2 separate regions of the Mus musculus genome follow, and region 2 is linked to region 1. The links are chromatin contacts, called in public promoter capture Hi-C maps. All regions are on one chromosome and are shown on one strand. The core of a region is the stretch at or near the end of the contact, and the rest is flanking DNA. Distances in the headings are between cores, read along the strand shown.

Region 1 (5,961 bases), core at 602-3,101:
GAGGAGGAGGAGGAAACAGACAAAAGGTTGCTTGGTTTAACTGGGAACTTCAAAGCCTCAGCATGCACAGGGATTAGTGAGTGCAGAAGCAGAGAGACCTCCCCTTCCCAATGTTTGCAATGTTTTCCTGTCTCTGTCACCACTCAGCCTTACCAGGAATTCCGAGACACTGCCTTCCTGAAGTCCTCAGGTAGCTGCAGGAGAGTCCTGTGAGAGAGAGAAGCCAATGCTAAGAGCAGTCTCCTCACATTCTAGGGCTGTCATTCTTTTTGTTATTGTTGTTTTGTTTTGCTTTTTTTCTGAGACAGGGTTTCTCTGTGTAGCCCTGGCTGTCCTGAAACTCACTCTGTAGACCAGGCTGGCCCCGAACTCAGAAATCTGCCTGCCTCTGCCTCCCGAGTGCTGGGATTAAAGGCGTGGGCCACCAAGCCCGGCATTAGGACTGTCATTCTTACTCATGGCTCAGAACCCATTGGGGCGAACCTTCTCACCTCCTCTCCTTTAACAGCTTAATTCTGACAAGCTTTTTGAAAACGGCTTCTGGAGGAGGGTGGGTGCTCGCCCAGTCCAGAGAGCTCATGGGCTGGTTAGGCTCCAGAACGACAAACCTGATACCATCCCAACCCTGTTCTGCCCTGTTTGCTTCAGTGCATGACCCTTACGGGTCGGCACCAGGGGCTTCCTCAACCAGCTCAATGCCCTGTCAGGATACGAGCGTCTGGGAAGCTTACCCCTTCTCCTTTAATGCGAAGAGTTCTGTGGTGTGATGAGCAGATGACGGGGTCATTTGTTGGTCCCTGAGGTCTGGTCCATACCCAGTAGTTTGGTCTTGTGTTCTTACATGGGTCTTATCACCCTTTGATCGTAGTCTGTGCTCAGGGTAATCCTTGGGAGGGGCTGTGGCCCGCTGTATACCCTTGGTGGATCTTGTACCCAATACACGGCTGCCACCCCGGCTGGGAGCCCGAGGATGGGAGGCGGCAGCGGCACCAGAAGTGGCTGCCTTAGATGTCAGAGTGGGGGTTCTGTCTCTTTGTCCAGCATTGGACACGCCTTTCCTCACACGTACAGCCTTCTCCAGAGCCTGGGTCAAAAGTTCCAGCTCCTCGAGATCTTGAGAACTCGGTGCACATGCTATGAACGTCAAGAACCATGCAAGAATTCCTCCTCACTGTCCCAGGATGGATTCCCCCATGACAGCAAGCCAGAGAAAGGCCAGGGACAGCACCCATAAAAAGCAGCTAACGTTTACCTGGACTTGGGTCCTCTTCTTTGGTTTCTGGAACTGGAGATGGGGTCCTGGCTGGTTCCCTGCAAAGACAGGGCAGCCATGGTATGGTCCAAACATTCTATCCCTAAGCAGATTCCCAGCCTCAGACCCTGGATAAGGGGTAAGGATAGCAATGGCAACCGGAGTCTAAAAGCATGCATTTGTATTTGGCCTTCTAGGCCCTGGGACTCTGCATAATCCTGATGGTCCGAGGAGGGACTGGCCAGGAGGTCCTGGGTCCGCGTACCAGACCTGCAGCAGCCTCCTGGAAACGCGCAGGCTCCGCTCCAACTGCCGCTGCCGATCGGCGCAGGAGTCCAAGGCGCCCTGCAGCTCCGCTACCAGCCTGAGGACAGGTACTATGTGAGCCTCCGAACCTCGCTCCCGTCCGCCCAATTCCCTTCCGTTGCACGAGACCCACCGGTGAGCGCAGTCTGCGGGTAGTAGGTAGTTTCCTTTAACACCAAGCATTTTTGCCGCCGCCAAGGAGTCCCGCGCCTTCCGGGCAGAAGGCCGCCCACTTCCGGGTAGGCTACCCAATCTTGAGCACAGCTTGCAAGTCCAGCTCCAAAACGCGAATCCATCTCAAGCTCCACCCATCATCCCAGACTCCGCCCTAACCCCTCCCACGGGAGGACGCAAAGGCTCTGTTGGAACCTGGACAGTGCCACTGTAGATAAGATAGCTTCTGATTTGGCTAATCAGATAATGCTCTTCTGACAGGGCATCCGTGACCCTCTAAAGTTTGGTTTTTTGTCTTAACCAGGTTTTGCCGAACCTACTTTGAAAGCAGAGATAAGCGGTCTTGCTGACTCCAGGATGACTTAGCAATCAAGCATATGGCCAGAAGACAATGCTAGAACTGGGTCAAGGAACATCTTAGGAATGTCAGGCGCCAGACGTGAACAATGAAGCCCAGGGAATCTGGAGCATGTGGCACTTAGAATAGGTCTGCTAAGCTGCTCTACGTCATGGAAGGTTGTGCAAGAGACAGAGGAGTGTCAGATAGTAGATAGATAGGCGGAGGGGAGGCTGAAGCCCAGAGAATGGCCAGGAGGCCGTAGATAGGACACATGCAAACACAGCAGCTAAGGGTCAGAGCAATGGTCTTTGCCCTCAAAGATCTACCAAGCTAGGCCAGCTTGTCAATACATGGTTAATATTGACTTGTTTGGCATAGATTATCAGTACATTATGTTCTCCATCAAGTCAGTTTGTGCAATCTCATGTAGTCTCAGCTGGCCTTCAATTCACTATGTATCTGATGACCTTGAACTCATGACCTTCCTGTCTCCATTTCAATTATTTTTTACTTTTATCTTTTTTGGTTTTTCGAGACAGGGTTTCTCTGTGTAGCCCTGGATGTCCTGGAACTCACTTTGTAGACCAGGTTAGCCTCCAACTCTGAGATCCACCTGCCTCTGCCTCCCAAGTGCTGGGATTAAAGGTGTGTGCCACCACTGCCCGGCCCAATTATTTCCTAATTAAAAAACTTGTATGTCAACGTACAACTTGCATGCCTAGTGCCCAAGGAGGCCTGAAGAGGGAACTGGATCTTCTGAAATTGGAGTTATAGATGGTTGAGTGGGTTTGTGGATCTGAATTCAGGTCCTCTGGTCAAGCAGCAAATGCTACAAACCAATGAGCTGCCTCTGCAGCCTCCTTCTCCCACCTCTTAGAAGCCTGCCACTAGACACAGCTTTTCCATTTGTTTCTACGGTGAAAAATGTGCTTGGCTGCTGAAAGAAATGAGGACAGGGAACAGTGCTCAGCAGTACTGGTGATATAAATTATTAGTTCTAGAGCCCAAGAAGTAAGGTAACCCTGGTTGTTTCTGTACAAAAAGAGCAAGAAAGTTAGCCCAGTGTCAAGTGGGAAAGGGGCTGAGATCTAGGCAGTTCCACTGTCATATTTGGGATAGAAGATGGGCACCCCTACTTACACTGGGCCTCCAGTAGCCCAGGGAAACTTAAGACCTGTGGAGACTAAGACTTCATAGAAGTCAGAGGGACCCAGGTGTGTGCCTAGAGTAATTGTTTCCTACCGGTGCAGGCTGGAAGTGGGCTGAGATCTTCTTGTGTGTGTGAATCTATATATTTGTATGCCACATGTAGACCTGGTGGCCACAGAGGTGAGATACCTTCCAACTGGAATTTAAGGTGACTCTGAACCATCATGTGGGTGCTAGGAAGCAAACCCAGGTCCTCTCCACAGGTAACAAGTACTCTTACAGGGAGCCATTCGGGAACCATGAACAAGATGGGAGGAAAGGGATAATTACCACTCATGCATTTAATCCTCACGGCATTCCTGTGAGGTAGGCATTACTGTCCCCTCTCATGGGAGGAGGCTGACGCATCCCAGGTTAACACTCAGAGGTGTAGGACAACAACCAAAATGCCTCGGCAGGGTGGTCAGAATGCTGCTAACAGTAGTAAAAAAGAGCTGCCATAGGGATGGAACAGAAAACAGAGAGCTAATGGGTTTGTACTTGTTCAAGGGTATCTGGGGCACTCCTGGTACTTTCTTCAGGGGTCAGCATATCTGCGCAGGCTTCAGCAGACACCCCAGGTGTTGAGGACAGCTGCCTCATAAATCACAAGGCAAAGCATTCGCTGACATGCTCAAAGGGACCAGACCCTGCTGGTTTCTCCCCACGGAATCCAGCCACAAACCCAGCAACTCTTCTGACTTCTCGCTCTCCTGCATCTTTGTGGCCTTGGGGATTACAAGTGATTGTTTATGGTGATCCTCTAGAAAGATTCGTTTTTCACAAGGAAAGAACATATGGCTAGAACCAAGGGGTGGGAGTAGGAGTTTCCGGTTCTGAGGTCAGATGACCCAGGCCCCGTTGACTTGGAGCTTCGGGTCCTCTTGCAGTCCTTCTGCCTGCCGGGACAGTCGGGAGAGGCACTGTGCAGGACTAGATTTTTTCTTTTTTCAGTTGAAGCACAGTAATATTGGGGATCTGTTATCTTTTTATTCAATACCCTCTATTTCAAATGCTTCCTTTTGTTCCCCATTAGAAGAAATGTAGAAATAAAGACAGGCAAAGAATGGCCTTGAAATTCAGTGCAGAGATACGGTCACATGGATACAATGGGACACAGACAAACCACTTTGGGAGGGACAGGGATGCCTGCAACTCCAGCTTTAAGGGCCTCACACACCATTAGGCTACAGTCAACACTGATATGCAGGGACACAGGCTCCCTAGGCTGAAGGGGTGTGGGAGGAGAGTGCTGTCTTCACTTGAGAGCTCCCCACTGGTCTAAAACAAGACTTGCCAGCAAGGGTTTGAACTGTGTTAGGCCACCTGGGCCGCTAGTATTCCAAGGAGGCTGTCAGCTCCTGGCCTCAGAAAGTGAATGCCAACACAGAGGCTCATGCTCCCGGAGACAACAGGACACAGAAGGGTAGACAGGGATGGGTTTCACAGGTGCGCATGACAGCTGGGTGGCTGCTGTCCAACACGTAGAGGCTGAGCTGGTCACTGAGCTCAGTGTCCTGACAGCTTGCACTGAACTCCCCTAAGGATCTACACAGTACCCATAGGCAGTGTCCTAGAGAAACAGCAGCCCTCCCTCAGTAAACATTCACCATAGTGAAGGCTAACACACTCCGAGCTTCAGGAAGCCAGGTGCATGTCCTTGTCACTGTGTACAGACAGGTTTTGGCGCTTTACAGGCTGCTGGTGAACACCGCTCTCTGGGGAGTTTGGGGGACGACACTGTAAACATGACTTCTTGGCCTGATGGTGGCAAGGCTTTGTGCTTGAGTGGCTGCCCACAGAGAGCACTGAGGTAGATTGCGGAGAGCCCCCCATGCCACCATCCAGGGAGCTTATGGGACTCGAGCTGCTAACAGAGGAGTATCCTGAGGTCGTAATGTCCTTGGCCCGATCTCCCCGATTGCAGAGAAGGGGCCTGGGAGCTGAGGCTGGAGGTGCCTGGGTGCCTGGTGCTGGGTGGATCTTGTCCTCTGGCCAGGCCTCCTCATCACTGGACTCCTGGCAGCAATGTTCTTCTGGGTTCAGGTAGACCACAGTGACATCAAGGAGTCTGCTGGGAGCTGTGACTGAGAAAATGTGGGGTGTTTATAGCTTAAGTATTAGAACTTGGGACCCTCCAGCTGCTCAGGACTGTGGGGCCCAGGCTATTGCTTAGGTAAAAGCCTTGTCTGTGAGTTTGACTCTCTCAAGCTGGAAAGGTTCCCCTTGATAACTCACAGGGCGGCAGAAAGTGACAAACTGGTCACCTAACTCACTTTATCTGAGTGGACACAAAAGCAAGCAATTGGAAAAGCAGGTGAAACTTGCCTAAGTCAGTGTTCCTGGCCAGAACACAGGGAAAAGGACCTCCTGCAGTACACACATACACACACACACACACACACACACACACACACACACACACACACACACACACACACACACACACACACACACACGACAGGATCTAAGTGAGGTCCTTCAACCAACAAAGACCCAGATAGGGATGGTATATCCTCTCTCCCTGTTAGGTGGGGGAAAACCCTTGACCCGAGTGTTCGATACTTTCCTCAGTACAGTGCCAGATGGCCCTCAGATCATGTGTCACCCGCATGCCACATCCCTTCCCCAGCACGAGTGGCACTCACCATCACCCTCCTTCTCGCCTTCGCTCTCCTGGTCTCCCTCATAGCCAGAGCAG
Region 2 (5,802 bases), core at 266-2,765, 1.9 Mb after region 1:
CCACCTCCACAATTCTGAGCCTCCACCAGCTTTGGTATCGAGCTGCTAATCCTCTCAATGAGGTCACAAAACCTGTGTCCAAGGGACACTCTTCTCCCACATCAGCAGCACCCCGTCAACGTACGAGGCTGTGAGGCTAGTCACACACAGTCTCAACTAATTCTAGGAGACCACAAAGGTCCTGACCTCTCCCCAAGACAGCATTCAACCACTCCCCCAAATCCACCAAGATCCAGACAAAGGGACGTAAGGTGGCAGGAAGGGTTCCGGTAGTGTGTACCTCATGAAAATCTCTGCGATCCGGAAGCCAATCCCAGAACCACCACCTGTGATAAAGGCCACTTTGTCCCTTCAAAAACAAGAAAATGTAGTCATTTTTAAATATTTATTTGTTTTACCAGTATGAGTGTTTTGCCTGTGTGCCTACAGAGAGTTGAGTCCTCGTGTGGATGCTGGGAACCAATGCTGGGTCTCCTGCAAGAACAGTAAGTGCTCTGAACTTATTCAGCCATCTCTCTAGTCCCTAAACTCTTCTTTGAAAACCATGTTTTAGCTTGATGGGGGATGCATGCCTGTAATTCCAGCCTGTGAGAAGTGGAGACAGGGGGACCAAGAATTAAAAGCCAGCCTGGTCTACAGAGAGAGTTCTAGGACAGCCAGGGCTTCACAGAGAAACCTCATCTCGAAGAGCTTTAGATAGATAGATCTCTGTTAACTCAAGCTCAAATAGATAAGCGGCCCGTGGAGAACTTTCACTCCATGAACTTCTACCCAGTTTCGCTATGAAGGAAAACATGCTCCTGCTAAACAGGTACTCAATGAATTTGCAAGACATAAATCCCCAGCCATAAAACTGCAATCTTTAAAGTCGGTTATTTTTAGGCTCCCTAGAAGTTCGGAGGTGAAGGAGTTTATTTAGCCTAAAATTTTCTGCGTAGTAAGTTACCAAGAGAGACTTGTTTTCAAAAGTGAGCAAGCGCCGGGCGTGGTGTCGCACGCCTTTAATTCCAGCACTCGGGAGGCAGAGGCAGGCGGATTTCTGAGTTCGAGGCTAGCCTGGTCTACAAAGTGACTTCCAGGACAGCCAAGGCTATACAGAGAAACCCTGTCTCTAAAACAAAACAAAACAAAGTGAGCAGCTTCCACCCTCAGTCCCTCATCCCATTCTTCCAGAACCCCAAGAAACTTCAGGTCTACGATTGCCCAGGAACGGAGTACTGAGCATCTGTCCTCTGTGATGTCACATCCAGTGGCAGATTCGTTAAACCCTGTGCCCCAAGTCTGGATCGCCCCCTGGTTCCCTGCTTTAGCTCACTGGAGAAGATCCGGGCAGAAGAGATGGTGGTATTCAGGAAGACAGTCATCCCCCTCAACGTCGGGCGGCGGCTGGGCCATGATTGCTGCGTGTCCGGGATGGCAAGGACAGTGGAACCAGGAACCAGATCTACCTTTCCAACGCAAAACGCAGCGTTCTGCAGGTTGCTCGCTCCGCCCAGAAAGATCCAGGACCAAAGTTCTGCCCCCACATCAAGCCGCCCATCAGACGGGGGTGGGACAGGGGCGCCCCACCCCAAAAAGGTGCCTGGGCCCTTCAAGCCTTCCTATCACAGACCCTCCCGCAACTCCCAGCCTCCAGCCCTTCCCACTCGACCAGGCGGACACCCCGCCCTCGGTGGCGCGCAGCCTGCTGGGACTGAGAATGGGAGGAGGCACTGATACAGAGGCCCAGAGACGCTCCAGCCAGTTAAATGCCCGGTTCCTTTCCCAGTTGGTGTCTGTGCAGCCACTTAGTCCATATACCCAAGCTGGCCGGGCTGCGTGCTATCAGCTGTGGAAGTCGGAACTCCAGATGAACACCGCTCTTGGACACTACCTCCCAGTGCAGAGAATCTGGAGCTTGCAAACCCAATAGCTCCCTCTCGTGGCTAACCCGGGTGGAAAGTCCAGAGTGAACCTCTTGCTGGCTGGCAAGAATCACTGCACTGAAACTCAGAGAACCAAGAACTGGGTTCCATTGTCTAGATGTCAAAGAGTGAAATGACTTATCAAATTAGCCACAGAAGCTGTCATGATGTACCTGCAACTGAATCAGTGACTCTGGGATCCGGGGTGAGATGTGACTTACATGTGTCAATGTGAACATAAATGGACATCAGGCCGTGGTGGTCATCATGGACAGCATCAGGTCGGGAGTGGAGGATACTCTTTTGTGCCTGGGTTGCATTGAGGGAGAGATGAGAGTAGCCCTTGGAGTGTTAGGCTCTGCTGTTCCAACTTCAGGAGACCTGATACACAATACCCACAAAGACTGGTGTGTACTCCTACTGAAGGCTCGCTCACTGGGCCTTGAAGAAGCCTCAGGTCCGGTCTATTCTTTACTGCCATCCTCAGACAAATCAGATGGGCAGGAGCTATACCAGCGCCCGCAAAAGAACCCCAATTGGATTCTCAATTTCATGGGCCCTGGATTCTTGCTTGGTTCTTGCATTTACCCAAAGTCGAGGGATCCTTCCTTTCTTTACTCAAAGCTCTAAGCTTCAGGCCTAATGTTTTATACCATGCATAAAAACACTCATTAAAGTGCTTGAGTAAAGCAATTTCCTCCACATTTGTCATGACTATGGGACATCATGGTGCATCATTGCTCTGGTGACCTATAGCTTGGCCCTGTAGTCGTGCCAATGAAATAAGTAGAATACGGTGGTAGCTGGGACTAGGGGAGTAGTAATCCAGGATCGGCATTATACACTGGCCTTAACTCCTCACCTAGGACTTTCTACTCCCCTGTAGGAGGTAGGTAAACTGAAAGCAGGATCCCATCAGGCTTGCTGTCACTGCCCATGCTGGGGGCAGGGGGACCTTTCAGTGACTCGGCTGTCCTGAGGTCACCCATGTTTCTGTGGCCAATCTCTCATCCACGGTCCCATAAGCCAGTCCAACGAACTCATGGGTTCACCAACTGGAAATGGTTGGAATTGTTACTCTAGTCTGTTATTGGTGCCCTAGAGGGGGTGAACAAGCATTTGTTCATATCTCCCAGGAAAGGTCACACAGTGCTGAGATAGCAGAACTAGTAAGTAGACCATTTCCATTTTAAGCATAAAATTTTAATGTCTCTCCTTTGAGGCAGGTGAAGTCACCTTTGACAATGCCCCAAAGGTTGTCTGGCACTTTTGTACACAAGGACATGGTCCAATATTGTATTGACTTAGGATACAAAAAGGCACATAGAGTTGAGGCTTAGACTCCCCTGGGCTGGAGTTGGGTAGAGCGGGAGTAGGGAGTGGTTTGGGGACATGGGAAGCATGGGGGCTTGACTTCTTGTTGACAGAGGTAGTAGGTCATGGGTAGACCTGAAGTGCAGAAGGCAGTGCAAGCCCTCAGGCAGGGTAGCAGCTGCTGTGGTGACCACCATCTGCCCAGTTCAACAGTTCGCTGCTCTGAAACCACAGCTCGATCTCCCTCTGGGCCCCATCCACAGAATCGCTAGCATGGATGACGTTCCTGTGAGAGGTGGAAAAGGTGGAGTCTGTGGTTGAGTCCAGTTTAAGTCTGGATTGGGACCCCAGGGCTATCTTGCCTCTAACCTGCTGCCCTCTGTCAGGGAACAAGGTGACCGTAGAGAAGAGAAGGAGATTTTGGAGTTGGTTATGGTGCTACAAGCCTATAACAAGGGCACTGAAGAAGCTGAGATTGCAGGACTGCCTTGAATCGTGGCCAGTCTGGATTAGAGAGGGAGACCCTGTCTCAGAATAGAAGACGGGGGCTGGAGAGATGGCATGGCAGTTGGAGCACATCCTCTCTTGCAGAGACCCAGACCTTGGTTCCCAGCACCCAAATACAGTGGCTCACAACTACCTGTAACTCTGGCTCCAGGCATCTAGCACCCTCTTCTGGCTTCTGCAGGCACTACAGGCATATGCACACACAAAGATAAAATAAAATATAAATAAATAAATAAATAAATAAATAAATAAATAAATAAATAAATAAGGGAGACGAGAGCCAGAGATGAAGCTCAGTTGGTAGAGTGCTTGCTTGCCTGGCATGCACAAACCCCTGATTTTGATCCCCAGCACTCGGTAGGCAGTACTAGGCAGAGGCAGGGAGAGTACAAATTCATGGCTGCGCTCAGCAATATAATCAGTTTGAGACCAGCCTAGATTACATGAGAAAAATGAAGGGAAGGAGGAAGGGGAAAGGGTGGGCAGTAAGAAGGGCTGGACATTTGCATCTCTCCTGGCCTCAGTTTCTCCCAAGCTCAGAGGCCAGCCTATATACTAACTTCTGACAGCTGCCTCTCCCTACCGGTAATCAGAGACGCCCCTCGTGGTTGGCGACCAAAACAGAATACTAAAGAGCCAGGAAAAAGTGGTTTTAGTCAGGCATGGAAGCCTACTGTAAGCTCAGCACTCAGGCAGTAGAGATATGAGACTAAGGAGTTCAAGACAGGGGCTGGAGGGATGGCTCAGCGGTTAGGAGCACTAATTGCTCTTCCAGAGGTCCTGAGTTCAAATCCCAGCAACCACATGGTGGCTCACAACCATCTGTAATGGGATCCCATGCCCTCTTCTGGTGTGTCTGAAAACAGCTACAGTGTACTCATATAAGTAAAATAAACAAATCTTTTAAAAAAAAGTTTAAGACACCTTCAATAAGCTCAGAGACAATCTGGCCTACCTGAGAACAGATCTCAAAAAAAAACCTGGCTTTTCTTTCAGCCCAGCAAGATTCCCACTTCTCAAGGATTTTTTTTTTTTTTTTTTTGGACAGGGTTTCTCTGTGAAGCCCTGGCAGTTCTGGAACTCCCCTTTGTGACCAGGCTGTCCTCAAACTCAGAGATCTGGCTGCCTCTGCCTCCTGAGCGGTAGGATTAAGGGGGTGTCACTGTCACTGTCACAGCCGCCTGACTAACACTGGCCTTCTTTGCCCCACTTTGGGAGACTAAGGGTGTCAGGGCCTCCATACCTGCTGATGTGAACACTGAAGTCGCCCCTGATTGTCCCGGGGGCTGCCTCTGTTGAGTCGGTGTGTCCTATCATGGCCCTTGAGATATGGACCACATTGGGGCCTTCCCAGACCTGCAGCACAGATATGGGGGTTCGAGAGAAGCTGGGGACCCTGGGTGCCCTGGGCTCAATCCAAGCCCTTTCCTTTGCTCGGAGAATGACACCCCAAAGACCCATTCCATTGCCCCTGCCCTGCTGTACCATGGCCACCACAGGCCCAGAGCTCATGTAGCTGATAAGAGCTGGGTAGAATGGCTTCCTCTGTAGGTCCCGGTAGTGCTCAGCAAGGATGCTTTCTGGTGCCTGTGTGGAAAGAGGTGTGAGACCAACCCTCGGAGAATAAACCCCCAATTGGTGTCCTGAGTTTGGGGCACCTTTTGGACACAACTCCAGAAGCTAGCTCCTACAATGGATACCTCCCAACCCTTGCAACTGCAAGTGCTAGGAGCCTTTGGGACACCACAGCCCAAGGGAGATACCTGCAGCATCTTCATCCCCACGAGCTTGAAGCCCCGCCTCTCAAAGCGTTGTATCACAGTCCCCACTAGTCTCCTCTGTACCCCATCTGGCTTCACAGCAACCAGCGTCCGCTCTTGGGGCCAGGGGGGGCCTCCTGTTAAAAAAAAAAGACAGGTCGGGGTGAGGATGCTCCACATTTTCAGGGCCCTCCCACCTAGATACCTGACAGAGCTCAGACATCAAAGGACTGGGAAGTTCCTGCCACAATACAAACACAGACAAATGCAAAGGGGAGCCGCCCTGGCAGTCGCAGAAGCTGCTCAAGGTGGAGATG

Evidence for each region. Promoter capture Hi-C pulls out the DNA fragments that hold promoters and counts their contacts.
Region 2: a contact with region 1 is called in a promoter capture Hi-C map of liver, with 2.5 times the contacts expected there. The contact joins the promoter of Decr2 here to the promoter of Tedc2 in region 1. A contact is called at or near these places in 2 of 39 promoter capture datasets (liver and pre-B cells) and 1 of 9 other capture datasets (adipose tissue).

The regions. Positions count from the first base shown.
Region 1 is chr17:24,219,000-24,224,960 of GRCm38.p6, forward strand. Tedc2 (tubulin epsilon and delta complex 2) reads right to left here and starts at 1,852. Exons shown (of 10, transcript NM_028056.2): 1 at 1,692-1,852; 2 at 1,518-1,616; 3 at 1,253-1,311; 4 at 732-1,134; 5 at 154-207. The coding sequence starts at 1,741. It overlaps Ccnf (cyclin F), which reads right to left. Exons shown (of 17, transcript NM_007634.4): 16 at 5,909-5,961; 17 at 4,233-5,347. The coding sequence ends at 4,899.
Region 2 is chr17:26,088,649-26,094,450 of GRCm38.p6, forward strand. It overlaps Decr2 (2-4-dienoyl-Coenzyme A reductase 2, peroxisomal), which reads right to left and starts at 1,516. Exons shown (of 9, transcript NM_011933.2): 1 at 1,316-1,516; 2 at 281-349. The coding sequence starts at 1,395. Nme4 (NME/NM23 nucleoside diphosphate kinase 4) reads right to left here. Exons shown (of 5, transcript NM_019731.1): 2 at 5,489-5,622; 3 at 5,211-5,312; 4 at 4,969-5,081; 5 at 3,097-3,504. The coding sequence ends at 3,381.